Regions from separate parts of the Bactrocera dorsalis genome. Here region 1 is linked to region 2. A link is a contact called in public Hi-C data. All regions are on one chromosome and are shown on one strand. The core of a region is the stretch at or near the end of the contact, and the rest is flanking DNA. Distances in the headings are between cores, read along the strand shown. Region 1 overlaps LOC105225548 (eye-specific diacylglycerol kinase). Region 2 holds the start of LOC105225569.

What was found. A called contact is a pair of places that touch in the nucleus more often than the background predicts.
Region 1: a contact with region 2 is called in a Hi-C map of whole body, with 1.9 times the contacts expected there. The contact joins the enhancer-like site here to the promoter of LOC105225569 in region 2. A contact is called at or near these places in 2 of 2 Hi-C or Micro-C datasets (both in whole body).

What each region holds. Positions count from the first base shown.
Region 1 is chr4:72,250,772-72,256,606 of ASM2337382v1, forward strand. It overlaps LOC105225548 (eye-specific diacylglycerol kinase), which reads left to right. Exons shown (of 19, transcript XM_049455791.1): 4 at 2,396-3,819. Among protein-coding and RNA genes, the nearest start is that of LOC125778420, 31 kb to the right of the region's middle. Within about 2 kb of position 3,535, the one cell type or tissue checked has open chromatin away from gene starts, as enhancers often do.
Region 2 is chr4:72,215,367-72,221,734 of ASM2337382v1, forward strand. LOC105225569 reads right to left here and starts at 2,531. Exons shown (of 3, transcript XM_011204097.4): 1 at 2,432-2,531; 2 at 1,382-1,668; 3 at 676-1,308. The coding sequence starts at 1,453. The coding sequence ends at 799. The region is part of intron 2 of LOC105225548 (eye-specific diacylglycerol kinase); the gene reads left to right.

The DNA.
Region 1 (5,835 bases), core at 2,285-4,784, 36 kb after region 2:
TCATCAATATTAAGCTACTGTTAAATACCGCTTTCAAGATGCTCTTTGGCCATGTTTTTATAATAACAAAGATCTGCTTTGCGACGAAAAGTTTTACAAAAGTTGAGTATTTTCTCATTGATTGGTTTTTTAATACGGGCAAAAATATATGTTTAGACAAAACATGATGATATCAAAAGTGTTCCTGTCGCGAGACTCGAATTGCCACCACTAAGGCAAGAAAAACGAAACTCGTTGCAATTCAATGCTCACAGCTTCATATTTTTTCATACATATTCGAATGGTAAAGATTATATACGGTATAGAATATATAGCCAAGGCATGTTGAGCTGTTCTTTTAGGGAAGCGGTAACACATTTTTTGAGCTCCTTCTTAATACTAATTTGTGGCAAAAACCGGTTATGACAGAATTCTAGATGAGAATTAACTTACTGAATCTGCTTACACACTTAGAAGTCTATCGGATAACTTAGCAGAAATCTTCGCTGAATAAGGGTCTGGCGTACGGCTTTCGTGCGATATCTTGAGTATATGAATCAGAATATCAGAGCTTATGGAGAGATAACCACAGAATGGGGTTCCTTAAAGGCATTTCGCCTTTGTGCATTTTCTTAAGCCCAAAAAGGGTGTATACCCGTTAAAGCTAACTAATTGTCAGGGGTTTTATGGTGCCGCATTTACTGAACTCACAATATTTTTGTTGGATTCATACCATCAGATCGAAAGCATGAGCTCAACCTAGTTCTTTTTTATTAACATTTTCTACAACTTTTTATGCGTGATTCGTGTCTCCGGATACAATGACTATGTGAAAAGCAGTTCGCAAGGACATAAAAATGTGCAAGCACTAATACAAGCACAATAACGGTAAATCACACAGTGATTGTGAAAAAACACAACAGAAATTATAACAACTGTTATGAAAATTATACTTTTGCCATTACAACATCCTCGATGTACAAATACAATATATGTATGTATGTAGGTATGTACGTGTGAACTCCAATGACTGTGTATTTGCCATTTGACCGGGTGACATGCCACATTGCACACCCCTCCGCATACATCCACACGGGCACGCTATTGGAACGGCACGTGTTGCATGTAAATCTCTTTTATAAATACATATTTGCATACTTTTAGGCGTAATGTGTGTGAAAATTGGCGGATATTCGTGCAAACGTTGAAACGAGTAACGAGTATAATCAAAACCGAAAAGTAGCACGATGCCGATGCTGACGACCAGCAGGGTGGCGGCAAAAACAATACCGTTAACGGACTGCTGTCGTAATAATCATAAATTTCACATGTAAATCCCTTTTGACATATGATCAGCATATTTGCACTGGAGCACCTGCCAGCACACAAACACAGCGACCACACACACACACAGACAACTACAAATGCTCTTATGTGCAAAAAATAAATATTTGTGTTGTTGTTTTAGCCCGTGGACAGTTGTTTGCGACGGTATTGCAAAACAGAAAAAACAATAAAAACTTTGCCTGTCACTCATTTTGGACACTTTTCAGTGTTAATCCGCTTAAACCGACGCCTACACCTCCGACAACGACATACACACACGCACACAAACGCATGCGAGCACATATTAGCTTATGGATTATTTAAAATATTTATTTTTATGTCGGAGGGGGAGATGGGTTGGACTGCTGAGTAAGTTGTTTTTGGCCTTTTACAGTAATTGAAAGATATTACGTTTGCAGGTAATGAATTATGGGATTAGTTAAAAATAAAAAAATTAAAAAAAAAATTAAATATAAAAGATAATGTTATTTAATTTCAATAATGAAAAGAAGAACAAATAAAACAACAATACATAAATTAAAAAACCTTTGAATTGATTTAACGTAGTCCATACCGTCCATTTCAAGCTCCACAGTATTCGGTTCGCCCACTCTTTGCGAGTGCTTATCTCAGTAATAATTGCCAGCAAGCACCGTTGACCACTTCCGTTCCAATTGCCAGCCTTGCATGTGGCGTTTTAACATGTTCTTTACACACATCACACGCTCATATCTAATTGCATGTCCACACACCGCCTGCACCACGCCCCTCAATCACCGGCCTGCATATCCGTTCTAGATTTCAAAATGTGTTTAAAATTATTTTATTTAGCTTTGTTTCTATTTTAAGCGCAGCACGCAGCTGAGTCCACAATTTTATAGTTATTGTTTTTGTGCTTGTACGGTTGTATGAGTGTTTGCATGCAATCGCGTCGTAAATTAAAGCAAATTATAAGTGTACAACAGCAGCACCGTGCGCCATTTAATAACCTCAACATTTTCTCTTTCACTTTTCTCTCTCTCCAAACCCTCCGCTCCGCGCGTTTGCGGATAATGAATGGTAATTATTCGCGCTTTTCGCCCGCCAACAGGTGCGTTCCGCTTCGTTTGATGAAATGCAATTAGAGGCGCAACGCGTCTCGTCTCACCTGCTCAAGCAACAGTCCTCGTCATCGACGGATGAACGCTCGCTGGACACGGGTCTGCTGCAGGTGCCGCAAGCCACGCACACGCAACGCTCACATTCCTTCGACTCGGCGGCGGCTTCTGCGGGCAGCGATGACTCGGGCACATTCTTGGAAGTGCCACGCCGTAACAAGGCGCGTCGGAGTTCGTCAACGAAAACGCCACCACCGTGTGTGCACTGTATGTACTTGGAGGAATATTTGAAGCAGCAGAAGTCAGAACAGCGTTTCATGCCGGGCGATAGGCGCGAATCGATATCGCTGTCATACGGTTACAGCAGTTCTGACGACGATACAGACATCGATGGTGTGAGTGTGACGGCGGACGATGAGGTGGTGGAGGAGGACGATGAGGAGGATGCCGCCACTGGTGATGGCACCGAAACTGGTGGTGGTTCATATGAATACGATGATGCGGCACTGGAGATGGACATCCGACTGGGTGGTTTGAGCACGGGCAGCAGCATTGAGGAGTCACGTGCACGTCTGCCACGTCAAATGCGTCGGCATACTATTGGCAGCTCAGTGACCACATCGGAAGATGAAGGACTGGAAGAATCCGAACATGATTCGCCACACTTTGGTAATACGTTGCTGCCACCTTTGCCGACGACACCATGCGGCATCACATTTACACTGTCGCCCACAAACGGCGATTGCCCGCCCTTTCCATATGCTTTCCCCATCGATCCCGGCTCGCCACCACCTTCACCATCCATTTCGCTGTCCGTATGCGACAGTCCGATGATGGAATTGCCACCACCTCCGCCGATCTCACCACTTGAACTATTGCCTCATTCACCCATCTTTGATTTGCCATTGCCGCCACCACCTGGTTTTAGCAGCCGTTTGAGCGCAGCGGATGCAGATGATGCTGCTGCAGTGCCGCCCTCACCGACCGCCATGCGTCCACGTCGGCGCTCCATCTCACGACAAGAAGCGATTTTCGTTGAGCCAACAGGCAATTCGCTGGAGAATGTATCGCAGGGCGAGGATCTTAAGTCGTCCGTGGAGGCAGTGGATTCGGTGGATGAGGCGTCCACAGTGGCTACTTGTGGCTCGCCGACAGCAGCTAAACATGCGCTGGTTGTACGTGATATTTATTTAACTGTACCTGATTTGAAGCGCGACCGTGCCGCCTCGGTGGACTCGTGCTTTTCGAAAATGTCGTCGGCCGGCAAAACGGAGGAGCTGCAGCCCAGCGAGGATGGCTGTTTTCTCACCGTGCCGAATATAAATGCGACCCGTTCGCGATCTGTGGACATTGTGCTGCCGACCGACGAGCAGGCACGCTACAAGGCCCTCGCCATGACGGGCGCTTGCCGAGATGGGTATGTAATGCTCTTAACTTCTTGTTAATTATTGAGTTTGTTGGCTGACAACTTGAAGTTTTTGTTTGTTTATTCCTTTAATATATTCCCTATCGACTGAATTAGAAATTTGTATTAGAAGAGTGTGATTCGAAATATATTTAATATCATATACATAGTTACAAATATATTTAGTTCTAAAACCACTAAGTTTCTGAAAGAAACGACTTTCGACTTGGTCCTATTATTAACCAATCCAAAATAAACGATCTGCAAATTTATACTATATAGAGCAATAGCGTTTGTGAGGTAGGTAAACGGCAGCTGAGAGATCGCAACTTCTTCTTAGAAGCTTGATGGGATCGTTCAGTGCAACTAAACTTTCGTATTTTTTAAAACGGAAACTGGCTATTTTAATCATTTATATTAACCATTTAATATTAAACCAAAATTCCTAGAGGGATATTTTTCTCTCTTTATACATTTAGATTCATTTTAACCTAACAACTCATTACGTTAGGCCTTTTGGCTCACCCTAGTATGTGCATAAGTTTTGTCTAAGCTAAATGTTTTATAAATTATGAGAAAAAGATTTGCATAAATTTCACTTACACTCGTTTACCCAAAACCCTTCATTTTGTAATATATTTAAACTGACCCTACTTGACCCTTTTTATCGCCACACCGCACAACATTTTTCTGTTTTGTTTCGTTTGGCTTATGCTGACGTTTGACACTGAGCGAAATGTTTGTGTTGATTTGTTGGTAAGCTTTCCATTTGCATAGGTTCCGTTATAAATTGTGAGTGGCTGTGCTCATATTTTTGTGATTTCTTTTTTTGCTTTGTTTTTGTGCCACAAAAGCCGGATTAGGGCATTAGTTCAACAAATACAGTAGGCAGGTTGGTACTCTTTGTTTAGGGGGTTATAATAGAAATTATAAAGGTTTGCACCGCCGGGTTCACCCTTTTGGACCAACATTATTAGGTCACCTATGACTTTGCTGCGATTAAAATTTAAAAAAACGTCTTTGTAGATGTGTTTTGGTATGGTACTAAGGCTTAGGAATAACAGTTTTGATTAGCTCATATTTGAATCCGTTATACATACATATGTGGTACTTTAAATCACTATACCGATGCATTACTAAAATTATTTTATAATTTAAAATTTTTTGCAGTAAAGTAAAATATTGGGTAGTCAAAAATGTCTTTTCGTATTTTGTCAATAGATGTCGTTGCGGTCGTATATGTATCTCCAGTACTATCAATCACATTGTGTCATACCATATAGCGTTGGAATAGCGATATTTTAAGCTTCATTTAACCAAAAAATAAATTAAATTCGGAGAATTTGAAAAAAAGCTACAGCTGTTCAAAAATTAGTGAAAATAATGAATAAATTCGCCATATTTTGAAATTTTTTATATAAAAAAGAGAAAAATGCCACGCAAGCCACCAAAGAAATTTGTTAAGTTTAAAAAATGGTTCGCTCGCTCCGTTCTGGAAATTTCGATGTGAAAGATGCCCCTCGCTCTGGTCGACCTATCGTGCCTATCGTGGAAAAAGTCGATGAAGTTATGGAAAAGATTGACTAGGGCCGTCACACAAGTAGCCATGACATCACTAAGGAACTTAACGTTCTCCCATTTAAAAAAGACTACAAAAATAAGCTCGATGTTTGGGTACCACATGAATTGTCTGTGAAGAATTTAATGGACCGAATTAACACATGTGATTCTTTACTGAAACTAAATGAAATCGAACCATTTCTGAAGCCAATGGTAACAGGAGACAAAAAGTGCATCAAATACGTCAATAATGTGATAAAAAGATAATGGTCCAAGCGTGGTGAAGCTGAGTGTTGGTGGGATTGGAAAGGAATCATTCACTATGAGCTTCTCCAGCCTGGTCGAACGATTGAACAAACGAAAAAAACGGACAGAACTAATCAACAGAAAGGGCCTCGTCTTCCATTAACTGGGAGAGCTTGGCTGGGAAGTTTTGATACATCCATCTTATAGCCCTGACCTTGCACC
Region 2 (6,368 bases), core at 1,281-3,780:
AAACACATAATTTTCCGGAATTCTGGTTTCATGTCTCATTATCATCACAGCGAATAGAAATATTTTTTCGTTTCCCTTTTGTTTTCGCTGGAATATTAGCGTAGTAAAATCCACCTATAGACGTTGCTAATTAAAAATTCAAAATAATTTTGTGCAAAAACAAAAACAACAGCCAACACAGCATTTGAACCCGCAAAGAGCCTCAAAAGCCGATGCCGCAGGATTGTGTGCCACACAGGAGCTCCAATAGGCGCGCACTCAGGGGAATACATACCATGTAAACAATGGAATTTTTGCGCTGCGCTCAAAGCAGCGGTAATTAGAAAAAATTGCACCGCAAAGTGTGCCGCGGCACGCAGCTCTTACGGCTTTTGTGCAACATGCATCGTGCAACGCGCCCTGTTTGCCCTGCATTTGCTTGATTGGCGCTAAAGTCGCGCGGATGTTAGAAAGCCGCCAAAGCAAAAAGCAAGAATGCAACAGTGCACAACAACAATGCGCCGTTATTATAACAAAAAGTCAGGAAATGAGAAAAGGAAAATAAAACTAATGTTTGCATAATTAAGCTCCCTTGGCGAGCCGTCGGAATTGGGTCACACGCACAGGGATGCAATTCGACATGCAACGCTGCTAAAACCGCAGACCCTTAATTAAAAAAAAAAAAAACTAGCGCAAAATTTTACAAAGATTCAAATTTGTTTATTTCGGCAGACTTTAAATTAACTCAACGAAGAATTGCAAGCTTTTCGATATTTATTTTTTACAGTTAACTGGTTTTCTGATAATGTAAAGCAATACTTAACACGACTTGATAACAGTGCCGTTGATCTCGTAGTGGCATAATTTCGCCAAAGTCTTGTTCGGCCGCTGATCGTAGACCGTGCCGAGCAGTGTGTAGATCGTGTTGGGCCAATACATGAACTTCAGCATGCCGGTGTCGGGCGGCACGTGGATATTTTTGAAGACATACGTGCCCACCGACAAGGGACAGTCCAGGCTCATATTGCCACCACTCTTGGAGAGCAGCTGCTGTGCCACATTGCTGAAGACTCGTATGCGCTTCGCATACTTCCAAAACTCACATGTCTTATAGGTGGCGTTGTAGAGCGACTTCGGCGGTTCGATTTTGCCTAACTGATTGCGTTTGGTGTTCAATTGGAGCAATTGGAGGTGCCAGGTCGGCGTTGCGACTGCTTTCCGGACGTACGTCGCCGCGGTTAAAGTCATATTCTTCTGCCAGTTCATGACTAGTCGGTAATTGGGCGTGTCGGTGCTGCGAAAGCTCAGTATTTTCAGCTCGTAACAGTACTGTGGAGAGAAAAAATTGTCATTTACCCTCCGAAAATGCAGCAAAAAGTGTGTGTAATTAAAAACCGATCACCTGCCACGAGTAGCCGATAAGCATACAACAGATGAAAAGACACAGCACGTTGCATTGTAATCGTTGGTCCATTTATTACGACGAAACTACTGTATTATTGGAATTTTTTCGCTGCTGCACTTTAGCAAATGCTCTTCAATACCATTTGTCAGTAGTAGTTTTACACTTGTTTAAGTCATCGCCCACCTGCCACAGACAGACAAGCCTCTTCATTGGAACTCGTTGCGCTACGAAATTACTTGCCCTAATGACTTTTAAATGACATGGCTGAGTTGATGAGTGGTTTACTAATTGTTCCCAATTGTTTTGTCATTTCAATACCACAGCAACGGTAATAAATAAAAAATTATAAAAAATGTTTTAATTGTTTGGTTTACAATTCAATTGGGTTTATCTCCGTACACATTCATCATTTATCAATTTACCATAATTTTTTCACAAAAATGCAAGGAACACGTTTACCACAAACAAAATTTTGCCTACAGTGGCGGCAATGAAAATGGTGATGCTCAATTCATTTGACCTTAATGGGACTTTTTGAAATTTGAAACGCTCTATTCTGCCTGAACCTTCGCACTAAAAAGCTCTGGAGCGCAGAAGCAGTTGAAAAATGTGAAAGGGAAAGCGAACCCGACAATTTATTCAGAACTCTACCAAACTGAAGGTTTAATCGATTTTGAACATGGTTGCTGGGTCTGTAGGAAATTTTATTCGAAAAAACTTAAAATATTTAAGAAAGCAGTTATAAATATTTTTAAGGGACTTGCCATCCTTTTGTTTTTCCTACTTTAATTCAAATAAATAAAAGGTATGAAAGCCTTCATGTATGTAGCATATTAGCAACAGCATATCATTAAAAATTTAACCAAAGAAGTCCAAATTTTAAATTTATTTTTCAACACATTCGCCATAGCAGGCAACACAAATAATACAGCATGCATATTTTAATATCTTTTAATGTGCTGCACGCCGATTAATTGCTTTGAACAAATACGAGTATTAATTATCTCGATGCGTGATTTTCTTTTATTTTATTAACGCCAAACACACAATTATTTTTTCGCTTTCCGCTAATTAATCACATAAATTGAAATTCACTGCAAAATGAAAGCGATAAAAAGTAATCCGGAGCAAAACGGCCACATGTCCGCTTGTCACGTTTATGAATGAGCCGAACGCTCGGCACACATTCCGTTTCAATCCATTTGATTGATAGATAGGCAATAAAATATTTATTAAATAATTGAAATTATTATTGGGCATTGTGGCGGAATGGCGATGGAGACAACAAGCAAAGTGGCCATTTATGCAGACAATAAATAATTGAATGCATCCACTATTATTAAATAAAATGTTGAAAGGCAAATGGCCTGTTGGTTGCTGGGCATATATAACTATTTATGTGGAAGGGGAAAGTTGGGGCCGGCTGAATAAAATTTCGTTAAGGTTATAACTTTTGGCATATCAAATATTTTTATATTAATTGAGTGTGTTGAAATTTAAATATAGCATTAAATAGGAACTTTAGAAATGCCTCAACAGCAGCGATACTTATGTGGAAAGTTCTTTTGTAATGCATTGTGACAAAAACACACACGAAAATTATAATTAAATTCACCGGGTAGGGTAGGACTGTCTTTAATTACTATGCCAAATATGAGCACGTTTACAGCAGAGAGATGGGTAGAGAGCTCGACATCTTCCGACAGTCCGTTCGACTAATTTTGGTGGATAATTTGGGTATGAAACGCGTTCTTGCTCGACTTGATCCGATAAAGCTGAAATTTTTTCAAGAAGATTATCGTAAACAGGTCTCTTTGAACATGCTTGATCTTGCGAATACCGATCCCACATTCATGAAAGCATTATAGCTGCCGATGAGACATGGCATGCAAACAAGTCAAAACACACTCATTCGAATGGAATCCGTTTGCCCTCGATCGAAGAAATAAAACAAAATTCTTTGAAGGAGCTGAAGACTATCCCAAAAAGAGCTTGTAAAAAGTGTTTCGAGGACTGAAAAAATTGTTGGCTTATACTTATAGTGTATTACATCAGGTGAGGATTACCTAGAAGGGGACGAAATAAATATTTATGGATAATTAAATATTTTGCGTTTTATTTACAATTTCCGGGTGCTTTTTTGGCACAATGTAAACAGAACAATTAAGAATTTTATTTTTTGTATGATTTACCTAACTCGCGCTCTTAATAATAGAAAGATTTCCAAATACTTTCTGATTTTTCTTTTTATGGGTTTTTTTGCATTTTCTAAGAAAATTTACCATAGTAAAGTATATATACTATATAAAGTATAAGGAGAAAAACTAAATAAAAATACAGTGTGTTAGGTACACAAAAAAAAATAAATTTATACAGAATTTCGTGACAGAAAAGAATTATTCGTACAAGACAAAAATAAAAAAAACCCAAAATATTTCCCATAAATTTTGAGGTTATGTCAAGCCAGTCTGTAAGCAAAAGCAATAAGGGGTTTTCAATAGGGACGCTATAAAAGTAGACCGACATATTTGTTCTCGCTCTTTTGACATTTCTCTTCAGCAAGGTTTGCCATTTCATCATGGAAAGACATATGATCCAACAACGAGTCAACATTTTAAAAATTTACTACTAGAATTCGGAGTCAGCGGAATCAACTTTAAGAGCGGGTTTTTCAATAAGAACGCTTTAAATAAAATAGTTTGGGATATCAATGAAATTCCTTATTCCTGTGAAAGTACATTTGTACGTTCTCTAAAAGGCACCATTGTATCCCGAAAAAATTACAATTTGGTGCCGGCGGCGTCATTGGGCCGTACTTCTTCAGTGATGGTCAAGACCGGTACGTCTTACTTTTTGACCCGAATTGGATGATATGGACGTGGACAATATGTGGTTCCAACACGACGGCGCCACAAGTCACAACCGATTTATTGAAAACCAAATTTGGTGGAAGAAGAAGAAGTTATCTTTCGAAATGGCCCAGTAATTGGGCGCCCCGATCGTGCGATTTGACACCGTTAGACTATTTCCTGTACGATTACGTCAAGTCTATGAGCTATGCCAACAAGCCAGCGACGGTTGATGAACTTCGAACAAATATCGAACGTGAAATTGCAGCAGTATCCGATTTATGATTAAAAACCGCCGAAAATTTGGTTCAGCATCTGGACTTCTGCAAGCGTGCCTGTGGTGGCCAACCTCAGATCGCCCGTTTTCTATTTTTCTTCATTTCTGATGGGTTTCATCTTGAAAGTCTAACTTCTAACTTTTTAAAAACAGTGAAGTCTCTTGTTAATTTCCTCCAAATTGTATGAGTTCTCTTTCCAAACGTATAAGTATGAGGTTTCAGTCAAATAAAGTTAAAGTATATACTTGCTCTCAAATTGATAATCTATTTAATGCTTCAGATAATAAAAGCTATGCCACAAGTACGTAAAATCACACTCCTTTATTGCATAATTCAGTTTTACCATCGCTCCTGCGTATATTAAGACAAACATATGAATGTATATCTGTACGTATATAAAACATAAATATTGGTTTAATATTATCCACAATAGTTTCAACTCGTCGAGGTTTGTGGTTGCCAACAAAAGCAGCAACAACTACTAACCGAATCGGAACTAATATTCATGGTGAAACCGCAAATTAGCTTCCACTCTGACACTTAGCAGCATAGAATGGATTTGAAAATGTGAAAAGCAAAGGAGGATAAAATCAAAGAGGGGAAAATTGCTGCACAAAATAAAAGGAGCAACAAATGTTGTTGGAAGCATAGGAATGCTTCCCTGAATTTGTTTGAAAATAATAGTTTTGCGAGTGTGTAATTAAGTTAATGACAGCGAGAGCTTTTAACATGTTGGTTAGCACTTCTGCTTTTAACTACTTAGAAGGAAGCGTGTTGCGTATTAAGCGCGGTTTAGTCCTGCGACAACGTGAAGTCGTGCGATTCACCACTGGGTGTGGGTAATTGCGAATAATTGCTTTTAACGCCAACGTTCTACATTTCACCCCCACTAAAACAACAACAAATAACTAACGGTGAATTTTCCGGTAAATTTTCATTTTGCTGGCGAAACTAGTTTATGCCACATGCATTTGTATACACGTGTTTATATTTATGTACATATTCAATAATTGTATGAGCATGTGCGTGTGTGTGTGTGTTAAAATACACGAAATCCACGCCGCCAAGCGTTCAAACTAATTACAAAACTAGCAAACTTTTCAATGAACTCTTAGCCACAAACGAGAGCTTTACTAATGGCAACAATTTAGTGAGTTTTATTGCTATTTTCGCCATTTTGGATTTGCGCTAATGCATTTTTGAGAAACTGTGGTTTCGCTAAGATGGTGAGGAATAAAATAATTCAGTTAAAATGTGGACTTTGAATTTAAAATTTTGAAAAAATTTTATAAAAAAAATAAAAAAAATACTTTGTGTTTTTGATGTATTAGTTTTTTCATTTTTTTTTTTAAATTATATTTCTTTTACATTCAGCAGTGAAAAATTTCGTTTTAATACTTTGTATTTTCAATAAATATTTATATAACATACAGTATATACATATACATATTATGTATATATATGCTTATTTTATATTTGCCACATTAACTGGACTGGATCTGCTTAGTCTATGTACGTAATACTTTTGCTCCCTAGCGGCGGTAGTTGTTAGCCAACATTTATTTTTTATTTATTTTTTCTCGCATATTTAAAATTCAATTAAATTCCTGCAATTTTGCGGTCGAAACTAATTTTATTAGAGTTCCATAATTAATTGCCAGTAAACTCCTAACCTAAAAGCATTTATTTTTACCGAACCATAACTTCAACTCTGTCCGTATCGCACTCACCTCTTCAGTGCGCAGCGTGAGTTAGGTGTAAAAAGTTTGTCACTTTCCACCCGAAGCTCTCCATCCATCCGATTGTGCGTGCGCTCCGTTTCACTCCCGCCATTTTCATTGTTACAAAGCGCCTTGT